Regions from separate parts of the Mus musculus genome. Here all the other regions are linked to region 1. A link is a contact called in public Hi-C and HiCAR-type data. All regions are on one chromosome and are shown on one strand. The core of a region is the stretch at or near the end of the contact, and the rest is flanking DNA. Distances in the headings are between cores, read along the strand shown. Region 1 overlaps Xkr5 (X-linked Kx blood group related 5). Region 2 overlaps Mcph1 (microcephaly, primary autosomal recessive 1). Region 3 overlaps Mcph1 (microcephaly, primary autosomal recessive 1).

Region 1 (3,651 bases), core at 356-2,855:
AGGGAGAGGGAAGTATGAGGCTTGAGTCATAGAAATGGAGATGTGTAGAAATGGAGGGAGGGAAGGTCATTGATTGACTGTCTCACCTGGTGTGTTAACTGGAGTTGTCCAGAGCAGGGACAGATGGCGGGTATCTCTATGAGTGGCAGGAGACATGGGTCTCTTGAGTTAAAGAGCAAGTGCTCGCAAGCTGGGGGAGTGACCTCCTTGAATGTTTGTATTTCAAAGCGATGTTCTCAGGTCCTTGAGGTGGGTCGTTGTGAGGGTGGGGTAGGAGATGGATAAGAACAGTGAGGGCCCTAGTTATCTCTCATTGTGTTTCCACCCGGCAGCTGTGATTCCTCAGGCAGGAAGTTCAAGGGGCTGACAATTCACCCCAGGAATGTAGCCTTGGGCTGTTAGATCAGTGCCAGCATCTGTCAGCCATCTTAGTGTGGGCTACATAGAAACACTTGTGCCAAAGCTCAGTCTATTTTCCTGTGTCTGTGACTCTGGGGATGTTCCCATGAATGACGTCAGCAAGCCTTCCTGGGTAGAAACATTCCCCCTGGAGCCTAGCTTCTGTTCGGTGGAGGCTCCTTGGTTTGTGAACCCCAGCAGGTACTAGGGACAGGAGGGAAGAGGTGCAGATAGCAGACCCCCAGGTATGGTGACTCTCTCTTGTCCCCACAGGTTATGCTGCTGGAGAACTCCATACTCTTACTACTGGCCACTGACTTTCTGCAGGGAGTACCAGGGACCAGCCTGTGGACTGTGGTGGGAGTCTTGTCTGGATTTCTGATTGGTAAGACCTACTGAGCCTTCTTAGCCACACTTCCTTTCCAACTTGTATTTGTATTTTATGTTTATTCTTTTCATTTTCAAGTGTGTGCACATATGTTATATACATATGTATGGTATATATGCATGGATGTGCATATATTGGTATGTGTAGGGATGCTCATGTGTGGTGTGTATGTGGAGGCCTGCAGCTGATGTCAGATGTCTTCCTTAGCCACTTTCCACTTACTGAGTCAGGGGTTCTTACTGAACCCACAGCTCACTAATCCCTGATTGTCTTGCGTATAAGAAGAACAATTGTTTTGTTGTTGTTGTTTTGTTTTGTTTTGTTTTTTCTTATTTAGGAACCTAGTACTGGCTGTTGCTAGGCAACTGTTGGGCGGAGCCTAGAGGAAATGCTAACAGGAAGGACAGGGAACAGGTTAGGGGCAGTGGGCAGGGGATGGGACCCATGCTGTAGGTAAGTGCCCTAAGACTCTGAGCTTAGCTTTGTAGACCTGACTAGACTGATGGGGGCCTCAAGGAAAGGTAGGAGCAGCCACGTCTGTCCAAAATGCTGCCTATACATTGAGTGGCCGATTTCTAAGCAGCATGCTTGCAAGTGAATGGCCAAACAGCGAGGTGTCCAGGCAAGAGTTACTCCGCCACCTACAAAGTGGCCTCTGTCTAGTCATCTTCCTGCGGAGAGGGGATCCACTGGGATATGATGTGACAGTCCTCACAGCTGAGAGACCTAACCACTTCGTTCACAGGCGGTATGACCCAGTCCAGTAAACAGGATAGGAGGAAGTAAAACTGCCCTGTCATCTTAGAAAGGACTGGGCTGTGTCATGCTGCTCCGTTGCCCAACAGCAGGTGGCGCTGGACACATCTGTGACTCCTTTGGCCTCCTGGCAATCTCCAGCAGGAAAGGGAGAGTATGTCAAAAGACAGAACAGGAACAACCAAACTGAGTCAGTCCTTAAACTCGGGCATTATAGAAAATTATATTTAATACATGTTTAAAGTCATATCATCGTATGTTATTGACAGACATGATGGTTTGTTTCTATAACTCCAGTGCTTAGGAGGCAGAGGCAAGAAGAGCATTGTTGTGAGTTCTAAGCCATCATGGCCTACATAGTAAGTTTGTGGCAAGCCTGGGCTAAGAAGAAAAACCCTATTAAAATATATATATCCAGAAACAGATCATGGGTAGAGTGCTTGTTTAGCATTCAAGAAGCCCCAGGTTTCATGCCCAACACTATTATAAATGAACCGTACAAGCAGTGCGATCCAAACACTTAGCTGAGACAGGAGGATTGACTCAGGTTTGAGACCAGCCTGGGCTATGAATCAAGGCTTCATCTCAAGAAAACAAGTAATATTTTTTTAAAGAGAACTATAGTATCAAGAACACAGACTTGAGATAGTTCCTGCCCAAATCCAGGCTCCCTGTTTCCTTCTTTCACTGGACAAACGTGTATTGAGTGCCTACTACACACCAGCCTGGAGCTACAGCCAAGAATCCAGCAGGTGGCAGGATCCTACAGAAAATCAACACACCCGGTGCCTCTGGCCATGGCAGATCCCGCTGCCTAACTGGTGCCCGGGGTGCACAGGGTAGTGTTGGGTAACATCCTCTGGCTTGCTGTTCTTTCCTGACCTTGCTGGGATTTGTTTGCCAAAGATGAGTGACTGCATATTGCTAGGGCTCAGTGAGAATCCAAGGCATAGAAGCTAGTATGTGAGCTATGTTCAATGCAGACAGGACTGCTGGTCCTTGTCCCCACTTCTGATTTTCCACAAACCAGTGCCCTGCCCAGGGCCTGCTCTTGTCCCCAGAGTCACTGAGGGTCTGGGGGCACTGTCCTTTGGGCTCTTCCTACGGTCTGTCATGCTGCCATCTCCTGGTGCCTTCAGCCCCCCTCCTCACACTTAGTTCCCATCTTCTACTCGCCTAATGAACACCCCTGAACACAGGCACTTTCTCCAGTGCGACAGGAAACTGGAAACAACGTGGGTGGCTTACTGGAATGCTCTGGTAAAGAGATTATTGCAGCAGTCAACACTTCTGATCGACACAAATGAAACTGACAACAATGTGATTAAGCTGTTTGTGCACAGAGGAAGTGTTGTTGTTGTTGTTCATGGAAATGCCCCGACACGGCTCTGAGGAGCATGACTGACCTCTGCTTCGGGCTCTTGTTTTTGAGGCCGCTTTCTTACCTCCTGCCTGCCCTGGCTTTGGCATCTTTCCACACTGTGCTGGTGGTGGGATTCTGAAAGATTTTGGGAGATCTCTACCATGCCTCTGGTGCTCACTCGCATGCATGCACAAATCTGCAAGTGACGCCAAGCGGTCAATGGAAGATGCCCTCCAGGAAAATGGCTGAGAGACTCAAAAGAAGCGAAGCCATGGTGTACAGTTTCAAAACATTCCTAGCTGGTAGGTGCTGGGCCCTCTTTAAAATCTTGACCCATTGATAGGGTCAGTTCTGAAATCTCAGAACCTTGTTGTTGGTCAACATTATATTGTTCCATTCAAAGTAGCCACTGAACCTGTCACTCGCAGCAGGATGTGGGGTGTCCCGGAACATAACTCTATGTTATCCCTTTTGTGGTTTTTGTTGTCTTCTGTTTCAGGGTGTGCATCGCTGGTTATTTATTACAGCTTACTACACCCTAAGTCCTCAGACATCCAGCAGAGCTTCATGAGGAAATGCTGTGGCCCCATCGAGGATAACAAACCTGAATCAGAACCTCCTCCCAGGGCCGTGGATCCCACAGGGGAGATGCCAGACAGCTCAAGCTGGTGCCAAGAGGAAAGCTATGAGCTAACAAGTCTAGATAAGGCCCCCAGCCCAGAGCAGAACACTGCAGAGGTGGGGC
Region 2 (3,651 bases), core at 764-3,263, 240 kb after region 1:
GTAAACATGGCATTTACATTAGGTTTCTGTATATGTACGCAGGCTACACACTGCATAGGGCGTCCGTGAGCAGCACAGGCATGTGCTTTGCTAGTTAGAAGCACAACTGTTTCCCTCCCCAGACTGCTCAGCACAAGACTCTCAGTGCCATGGGCGTCTGTTATTTATTCATTTCTCCAAGGCCTGAAGCTGGAGCATAGCACTTAACTCAAGCGTCACTTGCTGAACAGCTTAAGGCCTTGGGTCCTTGTGCCAAGCACAGGCATGCAAATCAAAAGCACTCAGTGCCCCCAGGTTTGCTGTCATGGAAGTGGCCGTGCCCTGGCCTGGCTGCCGCTGCCTTTCAGATCTTGTTCTGATCCTTGTCAGTATTTTTACTGAGCATCTCCTGACCGTGTGGATCCTCTACAAGAATATTATCTCTTTTTGCAAATTTCACAACCCAGTGAACCATAATTCTCTGTTTCTCACAAATGCTTTGTTCTCCACTTCTTAAAAAGCTGGACAAAGTATTCTGAGAATGTTCTAGTAACTTTGTCATGGTCCCTAATGGATTCAAAGAGAATAGAAACATGGTTCATGTAATTTATTTATATAGTAGCAGTGACCCTCAACGTTGGGACTCTTGCTTTTGACTCCCACAAGATAAAATGATCCTCTAGGCAGGAAAAAAGCCTGCTTTAAATACCATCAGGCAACTAAGTGCACTGTGAAGATTTTAACACTAAGGAATCAGATATTAGAACGAGGGTGGGCTCACTACAAACATTTCTTCCCATTTACCAACAAGCCACTCAGGATGCTGGGGAGTTAATGTGTTTGCATAGCCATGGGGTCCTTACCCTAGTGCCCCACGTGAGGTTTTTATAAGACACTGTGTAAAACGGTGCAGCACTGGTCATCTGGTTGATCACAGGCAAATAAGATGAAGGATTCCTCATGAACTGACTTCAGTGGTAATCTGCCCGCCTATCAAAAGGTTCAAATTTCTCTGTTTTGAGTAGCATGCTGCCATGGAAAAGATATGACACAGGAATCAAGGAGACCATATTCAAATTCCTCTCACCTTTTGGCCCTGTGACTGACCAAATGAACCTGTGTCAAATCAATCATCTCTAGAGTGATGTGACATGGCAGGTAACTTGTGTGAGATATCTGACAAGTTGCGCACAAGAGAGTCAAACTGGTTAACTACAGAAACCAGCCCTTTATACACTGTGACAACTGGGGGTTCCTTCAGCAAATCTGTCCTGTGATAACCAGAACTCCAGCAAGTCTGTCATGTGTTTTTGAATAGTTACACCGAGGACACAGTGATTCTATTTCATGCCACCAGGCCTTTCTAAACCCAAGTCACTGCGGAGGGAAACAGGAGGCCAGGACCTTTGGAGTGGGGGTAGAATAATGGTGGAGAGAGGCCTCTCAGTAAAGCAGTCCACTGATGGTCTCAAGGACCATGTCCGACAGAGGACAACAACATGGAGGACAGTATGGATTCCTTTGGGTTTAGTTCCTTATAGGCAATATGAAGAAATAGGGTGAGAGGCTCATGTGGCTCTTTTAGCTCTAAATCACAAACACAGAGCAGCTATATTAAAGTTAACCCTGCAAAAATGGTCCTCCTAGGTCTCCAAAGACCATGGCACCGAACAAAGGAAGAATATTCACAACTGGTTGGGAAGCCTAATATTTCTACCATGTATGCTTTAGGGAAATTATCTTATTTTCTGGAAAACTTTTTTTCTTTTGGTTCTACTGTAATCTCATAAAGTATTTATATAATCTTATTTTCAGGGGGTTTTAATTTTTACAATAAAACTCCAGCTGAGTTGAAATTAAACATTCAAGCCCAAAGAATTTTGTGTTCCAGGCAAAAAATTTAAAGACCACTGAGGCAGTTTAAAAGCAGAAATACTGGGGAAAAATGCCGCAGGCAACAAAGGAAGTATGTAGAAGCCTGAAATCAAACCAGTGTCAGAGCTGCCTGGTCAAGCTGGGTCACATGGTGCTGGCGCTGCAGAAACCCCTCCCCCCAGGCCCTCACAGGCAGGAGAAACTGGCTTTCTCTGCGCACAAAGGAAGCCCAACAGCAGGAAAACATGGCGGGAGTTTGGTACCTTGTAGCTAATGGACACAGGGTGTAGCCAGCATCGAGGGTTGTCAGTGCTATGAACACAAGTCTGTGTTTTTCTAAAGATATGGGATTTGAGGAGAATCTGCCAGTTTCCCAGGTACAGGGAATCACTCTCAAAAACAATTATGGCGTGGGACTCTACAGCCAGAGCAGGAAGTTCCTTTTCACCAGTGACTCATGTGGTCTGACTGCTTGTGAATCATCATCATTTTAAAATCACTCTAAAGACCTGACAGCAACGATTCACTCCCCTGGTTACCACAGAGCCCCCTGGGAACACACCGCTGCTGTAGCAGCCTGGGTCACCAATGTTCAGCCTGCAGTAACTGTGTGCTTCTCCTGCAGGCCTACTGTGACATGGACGTGGGTGGAGGAGGGTGGACAGTCATCCAACACCGAGAAGATGGCAGTGTGGACTTCCAGAGGACGTGGAAAGAATACAAAGAGGTAAGGAAGTATGCACTAAGATAAGAAAGTACTTTCCTTTGGGAAAGCCAATTTCCCAAGTTCTTCAGAACTTTGAATTAACACAAATTCAGAACTGACCGATGGCTTCTGAAGAAGTTACTTATGATATGATTCTTTGTGCCCAGCCGTTTCTCTCTCTCTCTTAAAAAACATCGTAGTCAAAGGAACTGAAACGTAATACAGAGCACACTGGGTAAGCTGCTCTGTTGTCAGGCTTCCACAGCATAAATGTCACTACTATGGATACGGTTCATGGTACCCAGGTTGGTTCTGGCTGTTCCCAACAACAGCATCTCTGTTCATGGTTATCCCAGTAGCTTTAGCTATGTAACAGTTATATTTCTAAGAACAGCTCAGGTCCTTAAAACTGACTTAAAGAAAATCTATTTCCTGTGCTGGCATAAGATCCTTGCTGGGCAAGTGTGGGGACTTGATTTCGAATCCCCAGAACCCGTATAAGGCTGAACACATTAGCTCTCATCTGTAATCCTATGACAAGGGGAGACAAGGACAAGTGACTCCCCAGACCCCTGTGGGCCAGCTGGTCTTAGAATAACACAGTGGTGAAAGGGAAGCCTGCCCCAAATAAGGCAGAGAGTACAGCTAACATCCACGGTGCTGGTGACATCGCAGGCCCATGGTGGCATGTATTTACGACTCCTCTTCTATCTCTCAAAATTAAATAAAAAAAAAACAAAATCTTTTTCTGTGTGCAAGACCTTGCATTTGTACAGCCCAGGGCTAGGAGTACCATCCTCTCACCTAAGATGGTACTAAGGTGATGGATTCCAAACACAAGAACAAACAGCTGACTGACTCTACTCTCTCGGTTGCAGGGCTTCGGGAGCCCTCTGGGAGAGTACTGGCTGGGCAATGAGTTTGTCTCCCAGCTGACCGGTCAGCACCGCTACGTGCTTAAGATCCAGCTGAAGGACTGGGAAGGCAACGAGGCGCATTCGCTGTATGATCACTTCTACCTCGCTGGTGAAGAGTCCAACTACAGGTAAGCAAGTTGTCATGGAGCCACGACTGGGTCACACGGAACTGCT
Region 3 (3,651 bases), core at 331-2,830, 170 kb after region 1:
GGGCAGGCTGGCTCTAGTGTGGGTAGGGAGAAAGAAGGGAAGAGCTGTAACTGGCAGAGAGCAGGGTCAGAAAGCACTTCAAATGCCACATACTCTGGCATGACCTTGAACCTGCCAACAAGAGGAAATTTAGCAGCAGGGTGGAATTTGATGGTGTCTGTTTTCTAAGACACATTTAAAGGACCAATAAAAGCAGAGTCAGGCATACAGAAAGCAAAAGGCAGTGATCCTCATATATAATGGGATATACATGAAGAACAAAGGTTTTGGACTCTGACAAGGGACTGAGGTGCATATTTTACATACCAAAGCAGACCTGGCCCCAAGGTTGCCTGGCATCCCTCAGTCCCTAATTAGCATACATAATTAGCATACCTAATTAGCATATAATATCTTATATAGATAAAGGATATTTGGTGCCTCTCTCTTCTCCACTTCTCTCTCTGTGTGTATGCTCCGCCCCCTCTGTTTCTCCATAGTGACTTTCCTGGCCTTAGATCTTGGGGGCCAGTGAACTCACCTATCTTTATGAGAGAGCAGAGTCTCAATAAATCTGCATTTAATATAACCTACTTTGCTTTGAATTGGCTCATTTCACCTGCAGAGAGATAATCTCTCAAGTATCACCAGGAAGGTGCCCTCATGCCAGGTAGTGAATGAAGCCCCACCCTGCTGGCGCTGGCTCTTAGCCCTTAGGCAGTTAGTTAATGCCTGATCTGTGGGATCTGCGCATGCTCCTTCCTGAGGCACGACTCTGCCTTGTCACCTGTCTCCACACAGGCTTGGTTACTAGCCGTGAACTGGTCACCAGCCTCACATCCTGCAGGATACACAGCAATTCAGATAGGACCTGGGTCCTGCCTTCCCTTATCCCCGCCCCCCCGCCCTCCCTCCCTCCTCTCCATCGGATCCCATCCCAGCACTTCACTCAAGTGCTACCAGGAGCAGTCACTTGACAGAAAACTCACAGGTATTTAATACACCCACCATGTGGTGCCAGGGTGGCTGGAGATTTTTACACATCTCAAAGCACCATCTAGACCCGAGTTTTCAGACAGAAACAAAAAACAAGACAGAAACTCAATGATTTCTGCATATGAAACAAAACGGTGTCAGTCAGCCCGAGATATTTCTCAAACTTTTTAATGCTGTGGGTCTATCATTCAGTTCCCGTGGCCAAAAGCCAATAGAAAACAGAGAAACAAACCACAGCGCTTCTCATCTTGATTGTCTCTATACGATTCCCTGATTCCCCAGAGCGACAGTTACCATTTCAGGCAGATTCTCATTTTATTTCACGTTTCCTTGTTTTGTAAGTTGATAAGTACAAAAAAAGTATCAATATGGTTAAGGGGAGGCTGCCCGACCTGCTCTGTTTAATCCTCATAGCTTATCTTTAAAAAATGTACACAACCTGTACATTTTTTTAAAAAATTACACAATCTTTTTAAAGCTCTGTGTCATTTCCTACCCCACCTGACCCTCGTGACTCTGCAAAAAAGAAAAAACAAACCAGAAGATAAAAGTCAGCGCAGGGAAAGCTACCAGTGGCGCTGCCAACAGCAGATGACTCAAGCGGCACCTGAGAATTTGTTGTGCTTGTGTGTTCTGAGGCTCCGAACTTCCTGCTTCAATAAAATACCAAACAAGTTGTGCTTCCTTCACAAATAAGCTATTACATCAAGCCCTGTTCCTATAATTTCACGGTTTTGTCTCCATTCCAACATTTTCTTTGGCAAATGTAGAAACATTCTAATTAAAGTGTGCAGGAAAACAAGAGTCACCCAGCGCGGGAAGACCACGCAAAGGCACATTCGCGCCTTTCTCGCTTACGCTGTGCTCAGCTCTGCTTTAAAACAGTTGGGGACGGCGACACGCAGTCCCTGACTAATTCCTAGGTAATGGTTTGAAGAAGCCCTGAGTCACTTGGGAAAAAATTCCAAAGGTATCAATAATTCCTGTCACAAGCTTCGCATTCCTGAAGAATATCCTTCCGTCTGCCCTAGGAGGAAGGCATTCCTCTTAGGTCAACACGTAACATCAAGGTTTCTTTTTAAGATATTGAAACGAGGAAGAGGCCTTCCTATTTATATGACTGCGGAAGTGGGTTGGAAGCCAAGTTGAAAGGACAGCCTCATTTCCCAGGAGCTCTTTACATTTTCGCTTTTATGAAGACCTTTAAAAGCCCCACTTGTATTTACTTTGAGAAATATCAGCCGGGCGTGGTGGCGCAATATCATCTAAATAGGGCCAGGGGTGGGGTGGGGTATAAAATACATAGCTTAAGTAGCTAGAAGCCAGCAGCACTGTACCCCATTCTCTCTGTCCCCAGCTAAGCAGGGGCAATTGTGCATTTTGCTTTTCGGTCATAAAGCACCGTGCTGTGCGATGCTGTCCTCCAAGCATAACAGCTATTTTAACCAGAGAGATTGTGACCACTCACAAGAGAACCTCAAGGTTCTAGCATTGACATTACCAACAAGAAGGAAGCAGTGGGAAGGGTTATGGGACCCGTACCTGAGAGTTCCACTTGTCCCTCTGGTGTCTAGCTCCCAGCCTGTTTAATTCTGCCCCGGCTGCACATGGTCTCCTGGTCTTCGGAAGTGGTAGCTAGCATACACAGAGGGCTAAGTGAGTGTATGAGAGCTCCACACATGTGTCTATGCAGCTACATGTCATCCATATGGAGCATCCATGCTAGACTGAGACTTTCTGGGGATGTAGCTGACTTGGGGTTACCCACATTTCTTTTAAGCAAGGGCAGTCATTCTATTGGTCCTCCAAGCTGGACTTGAGTGGTATCCTCTCATCACTTGGGCCTGATTGGTGGCCTGTCTGGGAGATAAATATGTTTCTGTTCACATCTCCCCAGGCAGAGTTTGTACAACACACTGTATTTTGCAAAGTCACAAGCTAAATCACATTTGATGGGTAAGCCACAGCTGGGGCTGTCTCTAAGGAGTCTGACCACATTCTCCAAGTGCTGGTTACCTCTTAGTTCTACAGAGCAGAGGGGCACCCACAGTAAGGTCACACTCTCACATGCTTCTCAGATGATGGATTATGGTGGCTGATACTACTGCTGTCCTGAGGTCACTGACAAGCCATGTTTCACCTACATGCCCCAATGTCTTCAGCTGAATAGCAAGAGATGAGGTTTCATCTTCTTCTCTTGCATGGGAAGCTGAAATGGTCTTCCAGAGGCTTCCTCACTCAAGGGAGAACTCTGCTTTACACTGTCAAGGGCGCTCTCCAGGGACATTCACCTTACAGCTATCGGCCATTCTCCTGGCAAGAGTCAGGGGGAGGAATGGAGGCACAGGGTGGGGGTGCAGGAGCTGGTCCACACTCTTCCTGGGCCCTCAGCTCTGACACTCTTGTTCTGTACTGGGGCTCTGCTGCTGTCCCTTCCAAGAGCTACACTACAGACACCCTTTCCCAACCCCGGCTCATCAAGTGGACCTTTGGAAAGCTTTGTCTTGGGAAGGGTCCCACTGAGGGTCTTGACTGGGCCTCATGTTGGTCACTCTTATGTCCATTCCTCATAGTTGTGTTTATGGTGCATGTGGGGGATCCTCCCTTCATTGAGGGGGCTCTGAAATACTGAGATAATGTTGATTTAAAAGGATGAGATCATTCTGGAAAGAGGCT

Evidence for each region. A called contact is a pair of places that touch in the nucleus more often than the background predicts. HiCAR-type assays count read pairs that join an accessible place to other places.
Region 2: a contact with region 1 is called in a HiCAR-type map of embryonic stem cells, with 5 times the contacts expected there. The contact joins two enhancer-like sites. A contact is called at or near these places in 6 of 39 promoter capture datasets (the C10 cell line, the HPC-7 cell line, cranial neural crest and 3 more), 1 of 15 datasets of contacts at CTCF or cohesin (pro-B cells), 1 of 484 Hi-C or Micro-C datasets (nephron progenitors), 3 of 115 datasets of contacts at active chromatin or transcription factors (all in embryonic stem cells) and 3 of 9 other capture datasets (adipose tissue, embryonic stem cells and liver).
Region 3: a contact with region 1 is called in a Hi-C map of neutrophils, with 2.2 times the contacts expected there. The contact joins two enhancer-like sites. A contact is called at or near these places in 8 of 39 promoter capture datasets (3T3-L1-derived adipocytes, the C10 cell line, the HPC-7 cell line and 4 more), 11 of 484 Hi-C or Micro-C datasets (the G1E-ER4 cell line, LSK cells, bone marrow-derived macrophages and 7 more) and 2 of 115 datasets of contacts at active chromatin or transcription factors (embryonic stem cells and stem cell-derived neural progenitor cells).

What each region holds. Positions count from the first base shown.
Region 1 is chr8:18,934,360-18,938,010 of GRCm38.p6, reverse strand. It overlaps Xkr5 (X-linked Kx blood group related 5), which reads left to right. Exons shown (of 7, transcript NM_001113350.2): 6 at 673-784; 7 at 3,406-3,651. Among named protein-coding and RNA genes, the nearest start is that of Gm40464, 14 kb to the left of the region's middle. Within about 2 kb of position 1,605, at least 144 of the 459 cell types and tissues checked have an H3K27ac peak or open chromatin away from gene starts, as enhancers often do. A contact at or near this core is called in the G1E-ER4 cell line, the HPC-7 cell line, embryonic stem cells and 2 more, where this site is marked.
Region 2 is chr8:18,697,998-18,701,648 of GRCm38.p6, reverse strand. The region is part of intron 12 of Mcph1 (microcephaly, primary autosomal recessive 1); the gene reads right to left. It overlaps Angpt2 (angiopoietin 2), which reads left to right. Exons shown (of 9, transcript NM_007426.4): 6 at 2,480-2,581; 7 at 3,439-3,605. Among named protein-coding and RNA genes, the nearest start is that of Angpt2, 42 kb to the left of the region's middle. Within about 2 kb of position 2,013, at least 80 of the 459 cell types and tissues checked have an H3K27ac peak or open chromatin away from gene starts, as enhancers often do. A contact at or near this core is called in the HPC-7 cell line and embryonic stem cells, where this site is marked.
Region 3 is chr8:18,766,095-18,769,745 of GRCm38.p6, reverse strand. All of the region lies in intron 12 of Mcph1 (microcephaly, primary autosomal recessive 1), which reads right to left. Among named protein-coding and RNA genes, the nearest start is that of Angpt2, 26 kb to the right of the region's middle. Within about 2 kb of position 1,580, at least 65 of the 459 cell types and tissues checked have an H3K27ac peak or open chromatin away from gene starts, as enhancers often do. A contact at or near this core is called in the G1E-ER4 cell line, hematopoietic stem and progenitor cells and neutrophils, where this site is marked.